3 separate regions of the Mus musculus genome follow, and regions 2 and 3 are each linked to region 1. A link is a contact called in public Hi-C and promoter capture Hi-C data. All regions are on one chromosome and are shown on one strand. The core of a region is the stretch at or near the end of the contact, and the rest is flanking DNA. Distances in the headings are between cores, read along the strand shown. Region 1 has its middle 29 kb from the start of Gm24208. Region 2 has its middle 12 kb from the start of Gm34489. Region 3 holds the start of Cyria (CYFIP related Rac1 interactor A).

Evidence for each region. Promoter capture Hi-C pulls out the DNA fragments that hold promoters and counts their contacts. Hi-C and Micro-C count contacts between places; a contact is called where the count stands out from the background.
Region 2: a Hi-C map of ventral hippocampal neurons shows a contact between it and region 1, with 2.9 times the contacts expected there. The contact joins two enhancer-like sites. A contact is called at or near these places in 1 of 39 promoter capture datasets (embryonic stem cells), 7 of 15 datasets of contacts at CTCF or cohesin (CD8 T cells, the NIH/3T3 cell line, embryonic stem cells and 3 more), 107 of 484 Hi-C or Micro-C datasets (the 63-12 cell line, the AML12 cell line, B cells and 70 more), 13 of 115 datasets of contacts at active chromatin or transcription factors (PVALB interneurons, SST interneurons, bone marrow-derived macrophages and 10 more) and 1 of 9 other capture datasets (embryonic stem cells).
Region 3: a promoter capture Hi-C map of hippocampal neurons shows a contact between it and region 1, with 4 times the contacts expected there. The contact joins the promoter of Cyria here to the enhancer-like site in region 1. A contact is called at or near these places in 9 of 39 promoter capture datasets (the 3T3-L1 cell line, cranial neural crest, frontonasal cranial neural crest and 5 more), 1 of 15 datasets of contacts at CTCF or cohesin (large pre-B cells) and 7 of 115 datasets of contacts at active chromatin or transcription factors (astrocytes, embryonic basal ganglia, embryonic forebrain and 4 more).

What each region holds. Positions count from the first base shown.
Region 1 is chr12:13,209,034-13,212,142 of GRCm38.p6, reverse strand. No RefSeq gene overlaps it. Among named protein-coding and RNA genes, the nearest start is that of Gm24208, 29 kb to the right of the region's middle. Within about 2 kb of position 1,857, at least 41 of the 459 cell types and tissues checked have an H3K27ac peak or open chromatin away from gene starts, as enhancers often do. A contact at or near this core is called in hippocampal excitatory neurons, hippocampal neurons, motor cortex and 1 more, where this site is marked.
Region 2 is chr12:12,407,822-12,410,833 of GRCm38.p6, reverse strand. No RefSeq gene overlaps it. Among named protein-coding and RNA genes, the nearest start is that of Gm34489, 12 kb to the left of the region's middle. Within about 2 kb of position 1,588, at least 9 of the 459 cell types and tissues checked have an H3K27ac peak or open chromatin away from gene starts, as enhancers often do. A contact at or near this core is called in hippocampal excitatory neurons, motor cortex and ventral hippocampal neurons, where this site is marked.
Region 3 is chr12:12,260,474-12,263,594 of GRCm38.p6, reverse strand. It overlaps Cyria (CYFIP related Rac1 interactor A), which reads right to left and starts at 1,418. Exons shown (of 12, transcript NM_001146119.2): 1 at 1,357-1,418.

The sequences.
Region 1 (3,109 bases), core at 608-3,107:
CTTCCTGCTCCTTCACGATCTCCTCCCTACTAGGCAGGTCACCTCTGTCTTTATGTGTGCTCTAAACCTTTTGTTCCTTCCCCTCCCAAAGTATACGCTTCCTGCATTTTATTTACCTGCTTAGACATACTACCTCTTGCTGCAGAGAGAAGGGCATTTAAAGCAGGCCGACCTTCAGCATACTCTGGACCCAGGGCAGAGTATGGCCCGGCCAGGGCTGCTAGTAAGCATTTATTTGTTAAACAGGGAAAAGAAAGGAATGAGAGAGGAGTAGGCAAGTTTCGTGACCCTTCTGTGATGATCCAGCTAGCAGAGTTCGGATGACAGGTTAGAATATGTTAGCTTGTAAGTTTCGTGATTTTTTTTTTAAGATGGGAGATATGTACATCTTGGAAATTAGGCTGTAGAGTCATACAGGGCTGAGCCGTGACTGTCTCCTTTAGGGGGGTTGTGTTTTCCAGACTGAAAGTATGTTGATGTAACCCAGAACCAGCTAGCTACTGGATGGAAAGCTTTCTCCCCACCACTGTGCACTGCCAATCATCCAGAGCCACTGCAGCAGTACTCACCGTGCACAGTCTCTCTCTCTCTCTCTCTCTCTCTCTCTCTCTCTCTCTCTCTCTCTCTCTCTCTCCATCCACCAACCACCCACCCATCTTCTGTCTGTCTATCTATTTCTATCTATCCTAGAACTTGTTCTGTAGACCAGGCTGGCCTTGAACTCACAGATCTGTTTGCCACTACCTCCCAAGTGCTAGAATTAAAGGTACGTACCACCACCCAGTGTATTTTAAATTCTTTACCCCTCTGTAAAGCAGGAATAATTATTGTCCTTTAAGGAAACTGTGGTTTAAAGTAACAAGGTAAAAATTCAAGAATACTAGTTGGATACTTCAATACCTGGTTTTCAACCAGAACTGGAAAGACTTAATTATAACTAGCAGAATATAGGCTGAGAAGACTCTATCTTTAGAGGCCCCAACAACAGAATACATATCCCTCTAGGACACAGGGAGCATTCCCCAGGATATGGTAGTCCATAGACATGCCTCAGTCTGCTCAAAAGACTTTGAGCTACACGGGCACCAAACACACTGGACCGAACTTGGAAGTCAACAACAGAGAGCATCATAGCAGTAAACAAGCACAAGGAAGAGATGGAGCTGCCATGTCAAAGATGAAATCCTGAGAGAAATTAGAAACTGCTCTGAGAAAGGTGAAAACAGAAATGGTAAAGACAGCTAGGGGAAGAAGCTAAAGCAGTGGCTAGAGGGAAATTTATAGCTGTGAATCGTTGTATTAAATGGGAAAGAGGGGAGCTAGGGAGACGGCTCAGGGCTTCAGAGCGAGTGCCTGCTGCTCTTGCAGAGGATCTGAACGTGGTTCCCAGAACCCACTCATAACTCCAGTTCTAGGGGATCCGACTCCCCTTTGGGCTTCAGAGGACACTAGGCACACACATGGTACACATACATACATGCAGGCACTCGTACATACACATAATTTTTTAAATTCAAGATAAAAAGAGAATCTCATGTTAAATTCCCATCTTAAGGAACTAGGGGGAATAAAGAGAAAAAATAAATCCCAAAGCATGCAGGCGGAAGGAAACAACAAAGATTAGAGCAAATGTTAATAAACAAAAAATGGAAACAACAGAAGAAAATCGATGGAACCAGAGATTCGTGTTTCACAGAGATTGACAAAGCTGGCAAAGCTCTGTTTAGAAAGAGATGAGCTCATTTTCCCAAGGTGACTTCAATAGGGAAAGTCAGAAGGAAGATTCTGGAGGGAGGCAGAGTTGGTGTCGATGATCAGGCTGCACCTCCTGCTCCCTGCTTAGCCTGTAAGCGCTCAAGGAGCAGGAACTCCTGTCACTCATTTGCACATCCCTAGTGCTTTTACTCTGCGCCTGGCACACAAGAAAGGCTCCGGAAATGTTTGCTGAACTAAAATGAAAAGCACACTCCTCCCCATCCTTCGCCACCATCTGTGAACAATGATAAATTATGCTTCCAATGCAGATCGAGCTGAATCGCACAATTTCTGATGAGAGAAGCTGGAAACAGCAAACTGCTAGGCCTTAAAAATAAACCCTCAGCTTCAGAGATTTGGCCCAGAAATGAACCGGGTTACAGCTCCAGCCCTGACACTCAGTTTATTACCCTGGAGCCGGAGGGATGGTGCTTCTGGCTGGAGAGAGACTTGATCACCTTGGCCTGGCCCTGGGCACCGGGTGGGAACTCATCTGCCCTGTCCCTGTCTGGATTCCCAGGGCGATGGATACTGCTTATTATAGCCAGGACTGGCCCCTCCTCAGATGGATCTGATCAAAGGGAGCCCCCAGACCCAGCCTTCTCCCCACCCCCACCCCCGCCGACTCCCAGAGTGATAGGTTAGGAACAGAGTTCAAGGTCCTAACTCCATGTAGAACATAGATTTCTGCCATTCCCTGTGAGTAAAATGTGAACAATATTGATGTTAATGAACTCTGGATCCTGAGAGGCTGGAAGAGAAGGGAACCCCGATAATACTCAGTGGGACAGATGCTGCCACATGCTCAAACTGGCGTGAAGTGTAACCTGTTCCAGGACCAGGAAAGATGGCCTCGTCTTCACACATATTATCTCCTTGGCTGATTAGGAGTTGTGAGGGGAGCCTAGATCACGCGGAGGCTTCTAGAAGTTACCCTGAACTCACCATGGTAGGACAAGGAATCCAGGGATTTGGACACCCATGTCCTCTGGGCACTCCCCCGCCTCCTTAGGCTACTTGGGCCTCTGCATGTGTGAATTTCCCAGGAAGAATGCGTGTGTGGGGCAGGCAGACACTAGTGCGCATTCGTGTGTGGTTCTCCCAGGCGCAAAGGCAACAGCTGCTTTCCCCCTCGTCTCAATTTAAAGGTGGTTCCCGGGGAAGCTTCAGATGTGGAATTGACCCTAAGTTGAAAAGATCTTTTTAGGGCAAGAGCTTTGTTCTTGTGAATTTTCTGCCTCACCAACCATGGGGAATGTGAGCCGGGAGGGAGAAGTCTGTTAAAGAAGTTGGTCATTCATTTCAAGAGCCAGGGGCCTTTCTGCAGAAGCATCGCCTCCCATTCTCTCCGCCT
Region 2 (3,012 bases), core at 339-2,838, 800 kb after region 1:
ATATCAGCTCGAATTCATAAAGTCATTTTCTCAACGGAGGATCCCTTCCTTTCAGATAACTCTATCGTGTGTCAGGTTGACACACAATTAGCTGGTGCACACACGTATGTGCATGTGAGGTATGTGTATGTGTGTACTGAGAGAAGATCACGAGAAGGAAGAGGTGGGTCTTAAGGAGAGAAAGTGGAGACAAAAAGACAATAACAGAATATATGTGATATGAAGGCAGAAAGTGGGACTATCTAAGGAGTAGTGGGGGACCAGCAAAAGTGGGCAGAGGCGGGGGGGGGGTCAGTGGGAGAGATGAGTGAAAAATAAAGCATATTTTACACATATATTGTACATGTATAAAAATGTCATAATGAAACCCTTTACTTTGTATACTGACTTAACATGGAAGAAATTAAAACGTGGCGTTTTAATGAGGGTGGGTAGCACCTAGACTATAAAGTACAGTGGACAAAGCTTCTGGCGGTCATTTGTTGAGACTTTGTTTATGTTCCTCTAGGTGAAGATGCCCTTTCTTAATCCAAGTAGCACATTTGACATCCTAGAGGTCCTAGAGGTCCTAGAGGCCAGTGCAAGACAACCTTGGCTGCGTCTTGATCTGTCTCACCAAGGGAGGATTGGTACACTTCAAACACACATGTACCCTGTTGTCTTAGTCCCTTTATTGATTGTCCAGAAGTGAGTTTAATGAAGACAGAATGTCTCTGGTAAACAAATCATTATCCATGATCAAGGAAGTGTAAACAGAACCTGGCCTGGGAAACAGGCGCGTTGTTTCTCCCTACCACAGACCGAGCCACGTGGGCCTTAGGGATTTGCTGAGATCTGGAGTCAATAAGGTACTTCTCAGGACGTAGAGGAAGACCCTGAGATCAGAGGCACTGAGATCTCCAATGGGATCTTCAACATCAGATCGTATTACAAAAAACTGGAAAAAGGGACTTAAACAGGACTAGGTGAGTCTTATTTGAAAAATATTCAAGAATTTGAGTTATAATATAAAGGCAACAACCATGGCAATACTGAAACCATTCCATAAAGAATCAAAGGCAAAAGTTTCTCTCTTTATACTCTTAAACACACACACACACACACACACACACACACACACATACATACATTCTTGCAGCACATTATCTACTTTATAAAATTTGTTTAGCTCATCTAGCTTCTTATGAAGATATACTGTTTAGAAAATTATAAGACAGCAAGTAAATATATGAAGTTATATTTTTCAAAGCTTAACACATAGTAGGTCCCCAATAGGCAGTTGCTTTCACAATTGCTCTAATCCTATAATTGCTGACATTTTCACTATTTAATTACTACAGTGGTAGGAGGTGCAATTATGCTATATTAAATATAATGTAATGCTCATTCTGTCTTATTGATTGTTAAACTATGTGCCAAAATATCTGCCAGGTGCTTTGCATGCAAATCGACATGGTAGTTGCCTTGCTTTCGGTTCAAAGTATCATGGTAGCTGTCTTACTTTCTCAGAGAATATTATTAACACCCCTTTACTACCGTGCAGAGAAAGCAGGCATCTTGCAAACACTCCATGCAGACATATGGAGAAGTCTTGGTTCAATGCCAAGTCTGTCTGACTCTACACACACTGCTCTTCCCATTATCCTGAGCTGTCTGCTTTGGAGAGATTGACAACATATTTTAGAATTATTTCGAGTTATTTCCCCTGTCCCTGCCAAACGCACTTCATATATACCCACTGGCAAAGCCATCTGAAACTTCAGATGAGCCTTCTTGCTGAGAGACAGGTAAGCCTAAAGAAAACTCAAGGATTCCTTCCCCATTTTTTTGTCACTTCATTGTCCCCCTGTAATTTTACCCAGATTGACCCACAGTGCTTCTGGAGCAACACATGCCAGTCCCAGCCACTTCTGAGCCTGCTTTGCTATGTTGGCAATACTGATGGCCAGAAAAGAACCTTGTGGCCATGGCATCTCCTAGCATCAGGAGATGAGTGAGACCGGAGATGAATATTGTTCCTTGTGAGTCCTGTGCTTTCTATACAAACTGGGAAAGAGCTATCTGTCAGTTTGCATTCAGCCAGTGCCCCTTAGAAGCACTTGAACACCTCCAGTCATAGGAGGCTCATCAGCTCCCAGGGAACTCCATCACATGACTGCAAAACGCTGCTGACTTGGAGGTGGGCAATAGACATTTATATTTAAACATTTAGGGAACAAAAATTGGCATCTACCTTCTGGAGGTCAATGTCTCAATATATAGCAAGAGCTTTTAAACTCTTCTTAGTTTTTGTTCTGCTAATCTCATTCTTGGAAATTTATACTACCAAAGAACAGTGGTGGTGGTGGGGGGGAGATATTCTCTTTTTAACATTGCAAAAAGATTTATAATATCCTTGTTTTTAATTTTCATTTTTCTTTTAATTTTTTTATTGGACATTTTATTTATTTACATTTCAAATGTTATCCACTTTCCCCGTTTCCCCTCTGCAACCCCCCTATTGCATTCCCCTCTTCCTGCTTCTATGAGGGGGCTCCTTGACCCACCTACTCCCACCTCACTGCCATAGCATTTCCCTACTCTGGGGCATCAAGTCTTCACAAAACCAAGGAAGGGCCTCCCCTCTTATTGATGCCAGATAAGGCCTTTCCCTGCTACATATGCAGCTGGAGCCATGGGTCCTCTTTGGTTGGTGGTTTAAGTCCCTGATTTATAATATCTTACATGTAAATGAAACTATGCATCATTAAGAGTGTCTATTGGCTTAACTCAGACATGTATGCTCAGGCAACATGTATGTAAACATAAAAGGAGAGTTCTCTCTCCAGTAACATGGCCTAGACCAAATAATGGAAAGTCCTGGGAAGAAAGCTTGGCATGGACATGTTTTAAAGCTGTTTGAGTTACCCTCATGAATAGCCAAGGCTAGCAACTATTGTTTTAGGAAGAGATTCATAGTCACCAAAAGTAGACCTAGCTCTTATTATTCAGAAGGGAATATGTCACCTGCTT
Region 3 (3,121 bases), core at 169-2,668, 950 kb after region 1:
GACAGTCAGAAACAGGCAGGAAAAACAGCCCCTGGTCTGCCTCCTCTCTTCACACGAAGCCCTCACAACCAGTGTGTGAAATTTAGTCTGACTGGGAACAATCCTAACAGGCTGGTCTTCCCAAAGCTGAGGCCTGGCTAGGAGCCACCCTCCTCTTGCTGCTATGCACAGGTTCTCAAACTGCATGGTGCTAACCCAGCTTTCCCTGAGCCCTGGAGACTCAGCACTGTGCAGATAGCATGGGACAATCTGGAAGAGGTGATGATTGGTCAGAGTAGGGAAAGTTTCTAATAAGAAAACCACTAGGCTTCAGGGGAGCCCTATGAGCCTGGGGTTCTCTAAGAAGTAGGCAGGTAATCACCCGCATAGGAGGAGAAAGCATGCCCAGAAAAACTCAGAATGGTGGTTCTATCAGTACTGGACCCTTCCTCTTCCAGTAATGGCTGACAGGATTCTGGGGATCGTCACAGAGATGTAGGTTGGGGGCGAGGGTGAGAGCTTTAGCAGATTTAAATGGCAAATGCCCTAGACCTCGTCTCTGGGGACATAGGCCAAGAAGTTTAACAGCTTGGAAAAGGAATAGGGGACAGGCTGGCACATTTTTGTCAAAAGGTGTTCTTGCCAGTCTCTCAGCTGGCAAATAAGACAGGTGTGTCTACAAAAAAGCATGGCTGGCCTGAGACCAGTGCCTCGGGAAGTGGGTCAAATTGTTCCCGAAGCTCCAGCTTGGAAAAGTCTCCTCCTGCTGGACTCTAGTTAGGAGTTCTGGCATGAGGGGGAGTGAATACCGCGGAGGCGAGGAGGTCCTAGGCACAGCAGTTTGCCTGCTGGCTAAGCACCTCTGTGGCAGGTGGCAGCAAAAGGGTACAGGTGTGCAGGGGCCAGAACAGGCTTCATCCACGCTTGGGGCTACAGAAATATGGGGAGCAGAGGCATGGCCCTGGCAGGGGAACCCGGAGGAGGTAGATCGCGGGTCTCCTGAAGAATAGCTTTGGAGATGAAGGTTCGGGGGAGGGGCGGGGGGGTGGCGGTAGGGGTGGGAGTGGTTGAAGGGTGAAGGGACTCTTCTGGAAAAGAAATAAAATCAGGAGAGAGACCCGGAGAGAGGGAGCAATGGACGCACAGACCTCTGTGTTCGGGAACCAAGAAGAACAGTTCAAGACCGAGTCGTGAGCTAGCTGCCTCCCTCCCTCGCCCGGGGCTGCAGGGCGTCGCGAGCCGGACGAAGAGAGCCACAGTCGCCCCGCTCCACCAAATCCGGCGCCCGGGAGGCCCTTGTGCCTCCGCAGCGCCTTTCCCTGCCAGTCCCAGCCCGCGATCCCTGCCGCGCCCCAGCCGAGTCCGCACCACGCTCACCGGAGTCGCAGCCGCTGTCGCCGCCTCGTTCCTGCTCGGCCGCCCGCTCCGCTGCTGTGGATGCCTCTCCGGCGGCAGCCTCAGCCCGAGAGTCGACTTCCAGCCCCGCCCCGCCCCGCCCACGGCCCGCCCCACGGCCCGCCCGCCCCTCCCTGGCTTTGGAATCCCACCCTGCTGTCACCCGGAGGGCCGGTTCACTTCTAGCCAGGCTAGGCACTAGGATCTGCACCCAGGAGTTAGCACTGTACCTCCCAGCTAATGTTAATACTCTCTGCCTGGACCACTTGTCTTGCTATTCACTAGGAGGCCTAAATTCCTTCATTACCCACTTTTCCCCTCAGACAAACAAAATACAAACAAAACACCCCCAAAGACACACTCTCCATAGGCCACTGGCATACACTCACACTGATACTAGTGCTCCCCCTCCCTGGCCCCAGGTTACTTTGGATGGTGAACCTGCTTGCTCTCACACTTCCCTTGCCTGTCCTAGTAACACACGCCTAGCTTTAAAGGCCACCGTTATTGAATGTGATCCCAAAAAATGTCTTCCCAAATGATGCCTAGCCTATGAAATGCAACGGTCTTCTAAACAGTGAATTTAAAATTCTGCGAGGTAAGGAGAAAGTAGCTTACAGCTCTCATTGTCACAGATCATTGTTTTAAAACATCTGCCGAGGAGGTTTTGTACAGAAAGGGAGATTCCGGAAGCCCAGAGGACCGAGCTGTGCCAAACAGGTTGTGAGTCAGAGCCCCTGTATGTGTGTTTGCCTTGCAGATACCTAGGTTGGCTGCTCTTTTTCCCAGTCAGCCAACCAGAGAAGATCATTATACAATTTATACAGTATTAAACCTTCACAGTGTGTCAGGCCTTGTGCTGACAGCCATGGCTTCTTTGGGTAGTGAGTTTGTGGGTTGGGAACAGGAGGAAAAGCCTGGGGCTCCAACAGTGGAAGGTGCTTCAGGGAGAGCATTGCTCTATCCCCTTGCTTGAGGCCAGTATGAGTCCCCATGACAAATTTACTCCGCCTAAGTCTCCTGAGGCTCTTGATAGTCTGCGTTTCTGACAGGCTCCCAGGAACTGCTTAGCAGTAGAGTGTTTGGTTCAGTTTTGGCAAGAATTCAGACAGGATCTAGACAGGCACAGTCTAGTTAGAATAATATAGTCTCCTACATGGAAATGGTCCTTGGGTTGCATAAGTTTCTCAAGCTCCCTGCCCCCCACCTGTACTCATCTTATTTTTTGTCCATCTGAAGACAGTTTATTTTATGTTATTATGGCTCTATTAGAATTTTTCTTGCCATGACCTTAGCTTTGATTTGTTTGTCTGAAACACACAGACACAGATATACACAAGTAGACACATACACAGACATAGATACACACACACACATACACACACACATACACACACACATATACACACACACACACACATACACACACACACACATACACACACACACACATACACACACACACACACACACACACACACACACACACACACCTCCGTTGCACCTTTTCTCCTTTACTTATCCTGTCTGCCTTCAACTTTGGCCAGGCTTTGGGGAGGTCATGAATGAATCAGCCCCAGATAACAAATTGATACCTGGAATACTATATCATCTTGGAAGCTGAGCAGACCTTTCCATCTCTAGGAACACAGCTCATGTTGGTGAGTAGAGATTACTTGGTGTGTGCGAGTTCACTTTAGCACACTTGGAGGCGGCTTCTGTCTCAGTAATTGAGGGATACCTGGGT